Regions from separate parts of the Gossypium arboreum genome. Here region 1 is linked to region 2. A link is a contact called in public Hi-C data. All regions are on one chromosome and are shown on one strand. The core of a region is the stretch at or near the end of the contact, and the rest is flanking DNA. Distances in the headings are between cores, read along the strand shown.

What was found. A called contact is a pair of places that touch in the nucleus more often than the background predicts.
Region 1: a Hi-C map of leaf shows a contact between it and region 2, with 2.4 times the contacts expected there. The contact joins the promoter of LOC108486931 here to the enhancer-like site in region 2. A contact is called at or near these places in 2 of 5 Hi-C or Micro-C datasets (both in leaf).

The regions. Positions count from the first base shown.
Region 1 is chr10:123,267,305-123,273,819 of ASM2569848v2, forward strand. LOC108486931 (protein TONNEAU 1b-like) reads left to right here and starts at 5,254. Exons shown (of 8, transcript XM_017791100.2): 1 at 5,254-5,489. The coding sequence starts at 5,403.
Region 2 is chr10:123,224,641-123,231,475 of ASM2569848v2, forward strand. No RefSeq gene overlaps it. Among protein-coding and RNA genes, the nearest start is that of LOC128281470, 6.8 kb to the right of the region's middle. Within about 2 kb of position 4,746, at least 1 of the 2 cell types and tissues checked has an H3K27ac peak or open chromatin away from gene starts, as enhancers often do. A contact at or near this core is called in leaf, where this site is marked.

The DNA.
Region 1 (6,515 bases), core at 4,004-6,503, 43 kb after region 2:
AAATAATTCATGATAAGGTTACTATATAAATTGAAAAACTTCGGTGCCCAAACAAAATGAAAGAATATCATTGACAGTCTACCAATAGCAAACACCAAGTTGGGGATAAACCCGATTTAAGCAATGAACAAGTGAAATAATGAAGAAATTGTAAAGATCAAACACTAATATTTTACGTGAAAAACCCCTCCGAAAAGGATAAAAAGCCACGGGTAAAGACTATTTCACTAAAATGGAAAAAACGGAGATAACAAAAGATGGAGATAAAACTAAACATTGAAGCCCATAACAAGAACCCTCAAAACATAAATACAAAATTCTCTAAAAGCTTATAAAAGCTAATACTTAAATGTGTAATGAGTTATTTTTCTAACTAGGGTGAAAAAAAGTCTATTTATAAACTAAATTTGTAGATCAAATAATATTAAAATAAACTATACAAAATTTAATTGAGAGAAAAAACCCGAAAAATACGAAGTATAACTCCACACACGATTTACACATGGGTTATTTTCACTGCAATAAATCACATGGATTTTAAGCAACTGAAAATCTTCTTGTTTCAATGCTTTCCAAAACTCAATCTTCATCTTGTAAACAACACAATGGTATTCTAAGATATTCATTCAATCATCATCATCTATAAATGACCAAATATGAATCACTTTGTGATCATCAGATAAAGGATCAAATCCAAATCCAATGGTGTCTCCATAAGCAGTTCCAATAAGGTGATTAAAATTTTCGAAGGTTGGTAGAATGTTTTCATTGTCTACATCGAGAATCTTAAATTCTCTTATGGTAAGACTACAAATACAAAATTAAAAATTGACACGATTAAATTATATTATCAACACAAAAATTACATTCATGATTAAATTATATTCATAAATTTTTTTCTTATCATGTATGGAGACCTCGCTCGGCCAACTTCAAAAATGACTTTGCCAAAGTGTCATATGGCTACGAACACATAGACTATACTTAATCTACACGAAACCTTATGTGACTCATACTTGTCTCATGGGATTTGAAGACTCGTAATCAGTATAGGAACTCTCTCATTCTCAACTTAAGAGAAAACTAAGAGAAAGGGATAGCTCCTCTTCTCTTTCTATTAAAAGACCATTTACAACTTTTAGCAACTAGGCTATTCGCCATCAACATCTAAAACCTATATTTGTGCATTAGCAAAATTATTTTAATATGTAAATGAAACTTTCCTTTGGGCTTATTTCTACCTACCAATAATGACTTTGTAGTTAGTCGGAATTGAACTATTTAGATTTTGAATTATGTAATTCAAAATTTTCATCAAAATATATAAATTAAATTTCAAATTTACTAAGTGTATAATAAGGGTTTGTAGCATATTTCAACCTAAAATTCTCACTATAATTTCCTTTTATTTGTTTATTTTAAAATATCAACTCTTTCATCAATAAGTAGTTGAGTGCAGTGATAACGCATATTACACTCCTAAGGAGAGAATGTACTTTAGATATGAACAATAAAACTAACATACATAATATCAAAATATATATATCAACTCTTTCTTGCTATACTAAATTGGGTAATTATTGAATAAAGTAGATAGGGTAAATAAATAAAAACACTATAAAATGAACCAGAAAGCACTATGACAAAAGAAATAAAAACATCATTTTTGAACTTGTGGCCATTTATTTATATAACCAACCTTACAAGTTGGTATCAATATTTTAAAAAGTTTGAGGTTTTTTCTGAATTTTTTTGACAAATTTTGTAACTTCATTCTTTTTTTTTACTTTATGTATTTTTAAATATAAAATTATATATATTTTTAATTTTTCAAATTTTATATAACTTTCCATATAAATTTTCTGATTTTTAAATTTTTTCGAGCTTTTTCTGAATATATTTGACATTTTTTTGTATTTTCTCTCTTCTTTGTGTTTTATGTATTTTTAAAATATAAAATAAATATTTTTAAATTCTAGCATTTTTATATAAATCCATATATTTTCTGATTATAAAAAATTGAGAATTTTTCTGATTTTTTTTTGCTATTTTTTTCTGATTTTTCCTGTTTCCTTTTTAAATTTAATTTTGAAAAATAAAGTTTGGGTGTGTGTCACATCACTTTTTTTGTAACAGCAACAGCAATTGAGGTAGCATGCCTGATATTTGGAAACTTTGGGTACTAAATTAATAAAAAAATTATTTAAATACCAAAGTGATAATTGGGTGTAAATATGAAGATAAATAATATATTAACCCTAAATACAATTCTTTAAATGGTCCTAGTCCTTATGTACTTGCCATAACCAATAAATTCTAGTACAATGCCATAGGCTAAATTCTCTTCAATTTTCGAGTAGTGATGTGATACCTTCAAGTCACAATTTCAGTCTTCTCAAAAAAAAATTCATCTATGTGTTTAAACCGTCAATGCGGTAAGCTCGAGAGCTTAGTAAGCACTTATGAAATATTCTAACTTTTCTTAACTATTAGTAGTTGGAGCCTTTTAGAAATTTTATTCAAGAGTTCACTTAAGTCATATATTAAGGAAACTTTATTCCTAATTTTTTTTAGTACATCATTTGTACTCAAGCCACTTTAAGGAGATTAGTTCATATAATTTATGTCCAATACATAACTAGGGTGGTTCCAATTGTGATCTTCTTGCTAATAAAATGCGCTTTAACTTATAGTTCTATAATTACCCCATTTTTTTAAATCTTTCATGATTTTTCATAATTTGACTTCTTAGTTCTAGTGGTTTTCTAATTTCAATTTTTGCGTGAGTTAACAATTGTTATGTAACATCTTACACCCAACTCGGACAATAAATTTGAATGCAGGACATCACATTCATTGTTGGAGAAACTCAAACAAACAAACATTCAAGTAGCGAAATCTATTATAAATAAATAAGTAAATGTAAATGCATGTAAACATGATCAATGGAGCCCACATACAAAAGTTTGAGGGCCAAAGCTACAAAAAAATAGGGCTAGGTTGTGAATCTTGAGCTGAAAAGTCATGTTGTGCTGTAGTGTCTTAAGACAGTAAAGCCATGTTTCGAGATATTCTTCCTTTGTTTAACTATTTCAATTTTAGAGTTTGTTGTCTCGAGACAAATATCGTCATGTCTCGAGACAATGATCCCTATCTCTCAAGACAATGCCACTTGTCTCGAGACCCTAGACCTATTTTCACTTAATTTTACTTCGATGTTTTAATGTCTCAAGACAAAGCCACCATATCTCGAGACTAGGCACTTAATGTCTCGAGACAAACATGATACCCTCGAGACTTTTACCCAAACATGCACAAAAATATTCTTGATGTCTCATGACATCACGAGACATGTTCTTGATATCTCAAGATAATAGAATAGAGGTGCAAAAATTAGCATACCAAAATGCACCAAAAGATTTCCTCTATGCAACATGCAACCAAACCTCCTCGCACATTTTAGCATAATATATATACCAGTCACAATATGCAATCACCATGCGTAAAAAGTAATTCATCCAAAATATCAGGTGTCAAGTAAATATCCATTAGTAACCATGCATGCTACATTGAAATATATGAATCAAAATTTACCCAAAAATAACCAAATAACCAATTAAGTAATAAAGCAATACCAAAATACGAAACCATTCAAAAACCTCAAAGCTTCAAATGCCAGATACATGAAGCATCCTAGACACCTAGGTACATGGCGTTTATTATGAAAAACATAAAAGAATCATTATTGAAACAAGACAAGCTGAGATTTGACTCCTAGATGCAGCGGACACTCTCGAATCAACTTCCAAAGAAACTTTTAGCCTACGCATGGTAACAAACAAAACCGTACATTAAGTAATGAAACTTAATGGTGCTAACATATCTTTAGATGTAACTGTACTTCTCCCTTAATTTGCCCACTACACTATTTTGGTGATTTTGAGCCTTTCAAAGCTTGTATATAATCCCGGACACCTTTGAACTCCTATAGTAACAGAGACTTGTATGGATGCACCTCCCCTTAGAAGCACTTGTATATATCTAGATGTACTTATAATTTTCCCTTAGTTTGCCCATTACACTGTTTTGGTGATTTTAAGTCCTCTAAGGCTCACATATGATCCTAGATGCCTCTGAACTCTTACAAATCAATTCTAATTAGATTTATCATGATTTTAAGGTTATACAATTGAATTTATCTATTTTCTAGGATTTTATAAAATTTATTTAAAGTTTAATTTCTTAAATAACATGAGATTTTTGTCACAAAAATATTTCGATAGCATCTCCCATTCAAATTGTATGTCAAGACGGGTGATGGGTGTTACATATAAAATTTTGTGATTTTTAATTAATTTCTAATAGTTTTTATAAATTTTAATCTTTTTATAATTTTAATGTTTTTAAATTTATTTTATAATTCCAAAATGTATCTAGACATATGAATGTCTAGATTCAAATAAACCTCGACAACTTTGTCCAAATTCATTTGTACTTATTTTAAACTTCCTTTTTATTTTTTGAAATTTTTATTTTTACTAACATGGCATCTGTTAACAACCATGTCAGTGTTGCCATTAAATACTAACGGTCAACATCAATCAAAGGGCCTATTAGGCTAGTCTTGTTAGTTCACTTGCTCAATTGGATGCGAAAAGTTAGAAGAGACTTAATTGATTCTTTTTAAAAGTTTAAGGGCTTGTAATAGAGTTAAAGCCATAAATAAATCTACAAGGGTATTATACTTTTTTCAAACTGGACCATTGAACTAGTCGTATCATCAATTTTTGTTTCAATCGGTTTAACTAGCTATTGCAATTTTAATTAAATAAATTATTAAAAATTCATAAAAATAAAAAAAATTCAATTGATTTTTCTAATCCAATTTAAATAATTCACTCAAAAATCAATTTAACTTTTAATTCAAATTGATATAACAATCAATTCTCGATCTATTCTAATCATATTTAGTCAATTCACTCAAAAATCAATTCAAAATTGATTTAATTTTTTATTCGAATTGATATATCAACCAGTTCTCGATTCTAACAATATGCATTTTATTTAAGTGAATATATATATTGCAAACAATAGGATAAATAGATTTTTATATCAAATTTCAAACAATTGTTTTTAAAATTGGATTTTAACGACCCTAGTAAGTGTGAATAATCTATTAGAGGACTAGATCAAGAAAATGAACGGCCAAGATCACACCTTACCGTCCACTGGATCCCACATTCACCAGAATTTATTTTGGTTTTTTGTTTGTTTTTATTAATTTGTGTTGCTTCCATCTCTGGCAGCACCCAACTTCTTTTCTTTTTTTCCAGACATTTAAGAATAACTAAAAAAGTAGGAGGTTTTTTTTCCCTTAATTTTCTAGGGAAACAAACAATACCATGGATGATTACACGAGAGAGATGATGGATTTGAAAACCCTGGTTACTCGAACCCTAGAGAAGAAAGGGGTTCTAGCTAAGATCCGGGTAAGAAATAATTTTTTCTATTTTAGCGCTTTTTTTATCGGAATTTCATGTTTGGTTCTCGAGAATGGATGATGAAAAACGAAACTCTGCTGATGACTTGGGCTTTGTTAAGTTAAAATTGAGTAAAAAGATCCTCTTTTGGCGTTGGATCTCGTGTTAATGGTAGAAACCTAGGATTTGTTTTTGAATATTTTGTTTCAAATTTGTTACTTTTACGAATAATTGAATGGGGTAAAATTGTGTTTGTGGATCTTTTGGTGTAAATTTGGGACCCGAATGTTAAAATTTCATGTTCTGAAAACATTTAGGTGTGAATTTTTTGGGGGTGAAATTAGATAATTGGAAATGTTGAAGAAAGTATTTAGGTGGCATTTTGGTATACTGGAAAGTTTGAATATTTCTCACTGGGCTTGTTTGAGAAGCTGGTTTGCTGTTAATTTTATTGAATTGTAAGCTGGAAAGTTTTAATTTTCAGTGGCTTTTTTCAAGGGATTTAGTTAAGTTTCATTAGTATGCCCTTTAATTTCAGGAAAATTATGGATAATTTTTTTTGCATTAGAAGCTAGAGAAAGAACTTCTTAATTTGCGTCCAGCATTTTGGCTGGGGATTTGTTGGATCCTAGAAAAGTAGTGGAGTTTTTGGAGGGGAAGCTAAATTTGGGATTTGTGCACCATTTACTTGCCAAGGAAAAGGGTATGGTTCATTTTGAGTGATTGAATAGGGGCAGGATGCTAGATTAGTATCTACTACCAATTGTACACATTTGTTTCAGAACTTACAAATTTGTAAGTGAGCTGTTTCCATACCCTGATTTTGCAAAATGTTGAGCCTAGTTAATAATGCATGTTGAATTCATTCTCGGATTTGAACAGGAGTGCCTGAAAATAATTTTCCTTGTCTGCCTCTGTTTAGGTCTTCTAGACATGGGGGAAAATATGTTTGGAGACTGGGGATTTTTTTTTTTTAATTTGGTCCTGGGGAAAGGGGTGTTTTGGATGGGAGGCAAGGGGCATAAGAAGTGCAAA
Region 2 (6,835 bases), core at 3,496-5,995:
CTTTTTTTCTTTTCTTTTTTTACCTTTGATTAAAAGAAATAAAAGAAGAGATTTTAGCCCTTTTGAAATTTAACTTAGGCCTTTTTCTAATAAAAACTTTTTAGCTTTACCCTCCCTTAATTTTATAAAGTTATCTCAATCCCCAAATAAAAATTTTGAATTCATCCTTATACCAATCAATAAAAACATGATACGTGACACATGTTTATGAATAAAGGCTAATTTGACAAGATAAGACAATTGATAGTTCCATATCACTTCTTATAATAAAAAAAATAAAAAACTTTAAAGACTAATTTGACAATCGGGCTATAATTGAGGGGTGAATTTATGAAAAAAGCCATAAAGTATGCAAAAGGTGTGAAACGTTGGGGGTATGAGTCGAGTAGTTTGTAGAATAAAAATACCCTTGAGTGGCAAAGAAAGGAAATCACGTGTTTGATATGTTAGGGGCGTAGTTTTCAAACCCCATAAATGAAAATTAAAGAATGACCCTAGTGTTGAATGAAAAGGCAAGATGTTCTGTCATTCTTTGGACTGTCCCTATGAAGTTATATTATCAATTTTTTTGTCTTCACCTTTGAGGACCTTATATATATATATATATATATACTATTCTTTGTTTCTAGGTTCACCGGTAGATGGAGTTACATTTTTGTGATGGGGATGCTCATACATTCATCACACATCCATTATCTCTGTGTGTGAAATTCATACCATGATATGCACATGTTGTCTCATACTTTGGAATAAGTATTAAAGTTGTAATAAAACTTGACGAGAGGATTGATAATGTTGAGATATTTAAATTTTCAACAGGTACTCGATTAAGTCTTAATCTAATTAGCATAAGTATTATTATCAATGCAGAAAGATGAGAGTTCGAGTGCGTTGAAATACATTATTTTTTTATTTATGAGTTGGGAGGGGCTATGGGTAGTTCTAAACATTGTGTCAAAAAGAGCAGATATGATCATATCCTACAATGAGATTGTTCAAAAATTTTAAAAAAAAAATTAAAAAGCTTAAATAGCAATTTTCCATTTTAAGAGGCCGGAACCCTGCTAACACCCTAGATTCACCTCTGATGTTAATGTTATAATTGTATTTGAATCCAAACATACATTTCATCACTAAATTGATTATATTAATTGTCAAACGACCACTTTGATTTATTTATTTAGTCCCAAATGGTATATAAGTTAACACACAATCAATGAATTAAATGATGATTTCAGTTTTATTTAGTAAAAATTTTGAACTTTACAAGCACCAAAGAAAACCCAAGATATATATATATTATAGTTTTGAAAAATAAAAATTAATTAAAATAAATAATTTTTTAATTTTTCTTGTAAGTTTACTTCAAATTGCAATGGATAAGAAATAATTTAAGTATTTATTTTCAAATTTTTATATTTGATAGAATGAGCATGCTATATTAAATCACATTATGTTTAATTAAAATTTTAAAATATTTTCTTTAATTCGGATGCTTATCTAATGCGTTTACTGCAATAGTGTATCAAAATCTTTTAATATTATTTACTAATAGAAATTAAGCTGTACAAATAGTTATTCAATTATGTTTACGTTCTTGTTTTGGTCATTTAATTTTAAATTTTTTTAATTTGGGCATTTGTTTTGGTCACCTGTTGTTAAATTGATAACGGAAATAATAACGTAACTTTTTTTTAATTGGTATAATGACACATTTAGTCCTCAATACTTACATGTTCTATCAATTTGACCCTAATTTTAAATAGTTCAATAAATTTAACCCTTCACAATTACAGATTCTATCAATTTAATACTCAAATTTCTTGAATATATGTGTTAGTACACCCTAACCTTATTTTACCCTTTCAACCATAATCCCATTACATTTCCTCCCAGCCAGCGGTGCCTCCATGTCTAATCCCAATTCCCACAACCTACCCGACCTCCTTTCCTAATTATTGTCTGCACCTTCAAAGCTCAGCTAAGTAAAGTGGTAAACACTTCAATGGGAACACTTGGGCAAAGCAAGAAATATCAGTCAAATATGTCTCTGGCTGTTGAGTCCTTGGGAAAAATCTAGATTTAAAAGAATAGGTATATATTTACTTACTTTCATCAACTAAAGAAATAATTAAAAAAAAACATAAAAGATGTATATTTTGTATGCTTCCTCATTTATTTCTTATCTTTTTTCTTTTGGTGAATTATAAAAAGAGGACAAAGCCCTAACAGCAATGTGACTAGTGTGACTTGAACCCAAACTACATCTGAGATGGACAATACCCTAATTTTTAAGCCAACACACGAGTTCACTCCTTGTTTATCTTTATACCTTTAAGAAAACTCAAAATCAAAATGTAAAGTTACATAGGTATGTTGAGCTAGAGAAGTTAGTTCTCGCATTATTTCGGTTGTATCAACTTGTATTTAGAAATACTTTGATTTAGTTGTTGGGTAAGATCATTATATCATCTTTGAAAATTTTCATTATTTAGTAAGTTAGATTAATTAAAAATTTGAATAACCAAAACCTAATTTGATCTCAAGCTCTAATTCAATTAAATCTTGAGATCTAAATTAATAGAATTGTAAATGTGAAAGGTTAAATTTATTCAATTATTAAAAATTAGGATCGAATTAATAGAATATGTAAGTATTGATGACTAAATGTGTTATTCTACCAGTATGAAAAAAGTCACATCATTATTTACATTATCAACTTAAGAACAAGTGATCAGATCAAGAACGAATACAAACGTTAGAGCCAAAATTGAATTTTTTTAAAGTTAGATGATCAAAACAGGAATGTGAGCATAGTTGGATGACCCCATCTGTATAATTTACTCTAAAATTTTTTATGTAAGGACAATGAAATATAAATTTAGGTTCTTTATCATCTATGCTCTTTTTTATAAAAACCACCACAACCTCTCTCTAACCCTTTAAATAGGAAGGTAATGCATTTCAGCACATTCAATCCCACGTCTTCCTACATTAACAACAATGCTAATGTCAATCGAGTTAAAACTCAATCGGCACGATACTAATATTTTTAAATATAAATAATCATTACAAACACAGTTTAAATAGAATAATAAAACTCAAACCTAAAACCTCAAAGTTTTACCGATACAATCAAGATATAAGATTCCTTAAAATTAATGCATAAGAAATAAATAAGAGGATTAATAGGTTAATTAAGGAACAAAACTTTATAAAAACTAATTCAAATAAATTGGTGGGCAGTTGGGAATAATTTAGGTTACCCCACCACCATAATTTTATGCAACTTTTTTTCAAGCGGTCCAACCATTGGTTGGTAAGTTATAAAGGCTAGAACAATCTATGGAAGAAGATTTTTTTCTATTAATTATATTTTATTATAAAAATCATCTCTTACATCATCGAGATAGTATTAAGTTATATTTAAAATAATTAGTAAATTAACATAATAAAAAATATGATTATTTAGTATTTAATTCTATCTTAATATTCGATTTATTTTATTATCTGAAAATAAAAAATTCTAAAAAATTTAAATTTGGTTCTAATTAAATACGATAATTTATACACATTTTAAGTGTTTTTATTGAGTTGATGCCATAGATTAATAGAAGACTAATTTAATTGTAAAATGAATAAAATACCCTTTTGGAGATGCGAATTAAGTTATAATATAATGATGTTGACAAACAATTAACTTTTTGATATAACCAAAACACACATAGGCCCTGTTTGGCAATTGGCTGATAGTTGATTGCTGATTGCAGTGGTTGGTTTGATCAACTGATTATATTAAACTATTTATTTAAAAGCGTTTAGTAAAATTTAATTGATAGTTGAAAGTTGATATGTGGAAAACTTAACTGATAGTATTTATTTGTTTATAATACTTTGGTTTTTATTGGGTGAAATTATTGAAATAAAACACTATTACCAAGGACTTAAAACATCCATTATGGAAATTAATTAGTGAATATTTTTAAAAATTCAAATAAACAAATTTCTTAAATTCTTTCTTTGCAAATATTAACCTCGTGGAAATTGATAAATATTAATAGTATATCAATGTAATTGTAAACTATATTCTTAGTGATAATTATATCTTGTTCTTAGTATGTAATTAGTAATAATCATGTCATACTCGAATAAATTTGTCAAGTAATATAAGAAATCATTTTACACAAGTAAATTGAAAATAAATTAAGAGTTTATAAATATTCAGGAAATACATACGTATTTCATTAGGTTTGAGAGTACATGGCAAAGGGAGTAATTTTTGAATAAGTATAGTTAGATATGTGATTCCACATATTTCATTCTCAATCAGCTATAAAAAAAAGTTATTCATCCTTGCGTTTTTTGTTTTAGAGGTTTTAGCTGAATAAGTTCTTATAAACTTTTATTCATTAAACACTGTAATTAAAAGATTTCACTACCCAATCTTCTATTTATATCCGAATCAATTAAAAATAAAAATAAAATTTTATTTACCAAACACCCCATAATTTTTTATTTAACTATACATCACAAACTATTTTTAAAATAGGCCATTACTTTATAAAAGAAATTCCAAGATCAAATCCCCACCCATGATATAAAATATATTAAAATACTAAATTATTGACAACTTGGTTTTCCCACAAACGATATTTTAATAATTTTTATAGGATAAAAGGAAAGGCCAACTACCAATTTTGTGGAGAGAAAATAAGAAGAGAAACCTTAACGGAGACAGAGAAGAGGTCTTGTCAACCGTCACAACACCATCACCCAAAAGGAGAAAAATACCATGATGGAGAAATCAAGGCCGTCCATTTTACCTTATTTTGGAAAAGAGATAAAAAAACACAGTACAATGATTTGATTTAAGAGCACTTAGAATCTTTCTTTCCCCTTTCATTATTTTTTTTCATGCAATCCCATGTTAGAACCTTTCCTTTTAGGGTAATATTTACCTTAAATATATTCTCTTATTATTTTTGTTGCTTCCAATTTTAATATATTCTTTTAAGTAATGAGGTAATCCCAATCCCCCCCCCCCCCACTTGCCTTTGATTTTGGGTAATATTAAAGAGAAAAATAAATGAAAAATCTTTTTGTTGGTTGTGAAATGACACCTACTAAATTCCTCTAGTAATTTCTAACTTAATTTAAAAGAATTTTATGTCATAATTAATCCTTTATTTGAGTTGTTAATTTCATTCAATGGTGTTCGTAAAAAAATCCACAAATAACCTCAAGAAGGAATCCTTTCTTTTCAAAATTAGTTGGTATCTATGCATTTCCTTTTCATAATCATAATGTAATCTTTTTAGAATTTATCTTATTTTTTCACAAGTTAGGTCAAGATTAAATCTGATTAATTGTTGAAGCTTTTAGTCTAAAGTTTGGTCAAGTCCATTAGGCTTTTAACAACTTATCTTACCACTTTAAAAATTAAAATATTTTATATTAGGGTTAGTATGTGATATGTTGTTAATGAAAATATTTATTTCAAGTTTAAATACTATACTTTAAAAGAGTATGTGTTATCGTTTCAATACTAATTGTAGAGTCTAAAATTTTTGTTGGCTTCTATGATAGAATCAGTCGGGGACTTGAGATGTAGTAGTTTACCCTGTGGCGGATATCATTAGTTCGAATCTGCTTAACTTCAATTCGTGAATTTAATCGAAATAAAGCTATATGATAATACCCAATTTTTCTAATTCAGTAGTTAGTTCGATCTATGATTAATCATTTATGGACGTTGATAAGATCCTTCCGTTTCATTTAGCAGCACCTTAGGATGGCATAGCCTTAAACTAAAGTAAAGTTAAGGACGAGGTTCAAACGAGGAAAGGATTACGATGGATACCTAGGCACCTAGAGATGAGGAAAGGGCATGGTAAGCATAGATCCAGAGATTCTCGAATAGGTCAACCTTTCGAACTGCCGCTGAATCCATGGGCAGATAAGAGACAACCTGGCGAACTGAAACATCTTAGTAGCTGGAGGAAAAAAAAAAGCAAAAGCAATTCCCGTGGTAGCGGCCCAACCTTATATAATCAAAATCGACCATTTTATAACATAATTTAACTGATAACCGGAATAAATTTGCATTTTATAGCGTATCCACACTTTACATAAGTTAAAACCTAAACTTGAAATCTTTAAAATTCAAAGGCCTCAACTTAGCATTAAGCCAAAGTTTCATTGACTTTAAAATTAAATTTAAGTAAAATTAATTAATGAGTATTTAAAATCTTATTAACTAGTGAACAAGTTTTATTTATACTATCCTTATCTTTAAACTGTATATTGATAGAGTAAATAGTTATTCCACCCATTTCATTATTTCTTCAAGATAGATATGATAAGATTTTGTTTCTTTATGAGCTAGCAAAATTCTTTGTTTAAGTCTTATTTTTGTGAGATTAATTTTTAAAAAATTTAAATTTACTAATTTTAAACTTAATTTATTACTCTCTTTTTTCAGTTTTGCTGCTTAAGAGCTTTAACTGACTCAAGAGCTTTAAAATTAATTTATTACATTTTAAAATGATTTCTTAAGAGAAAAAAAGGGTTTTTGAGAAAAATAAACCTTAAAAATCATCAATAATTTTTTGAACTTTTCAATAGAGAATTATAACACTTTTCAACATGCTAAGTGCATATAATATAACACTTTTTAATAGAGGATTATTTTTTATAAATATGTCTCGTTAAAACTTTGTTAAGAAAAATCGGGATAAAATCTCAGCGAAGAGAAAGAGTACAATATTCATAAATAAATAAAAATCCCATTATATGTAACCAATCACAATGTTTTTAAAAATCGAAATTCGAAGTT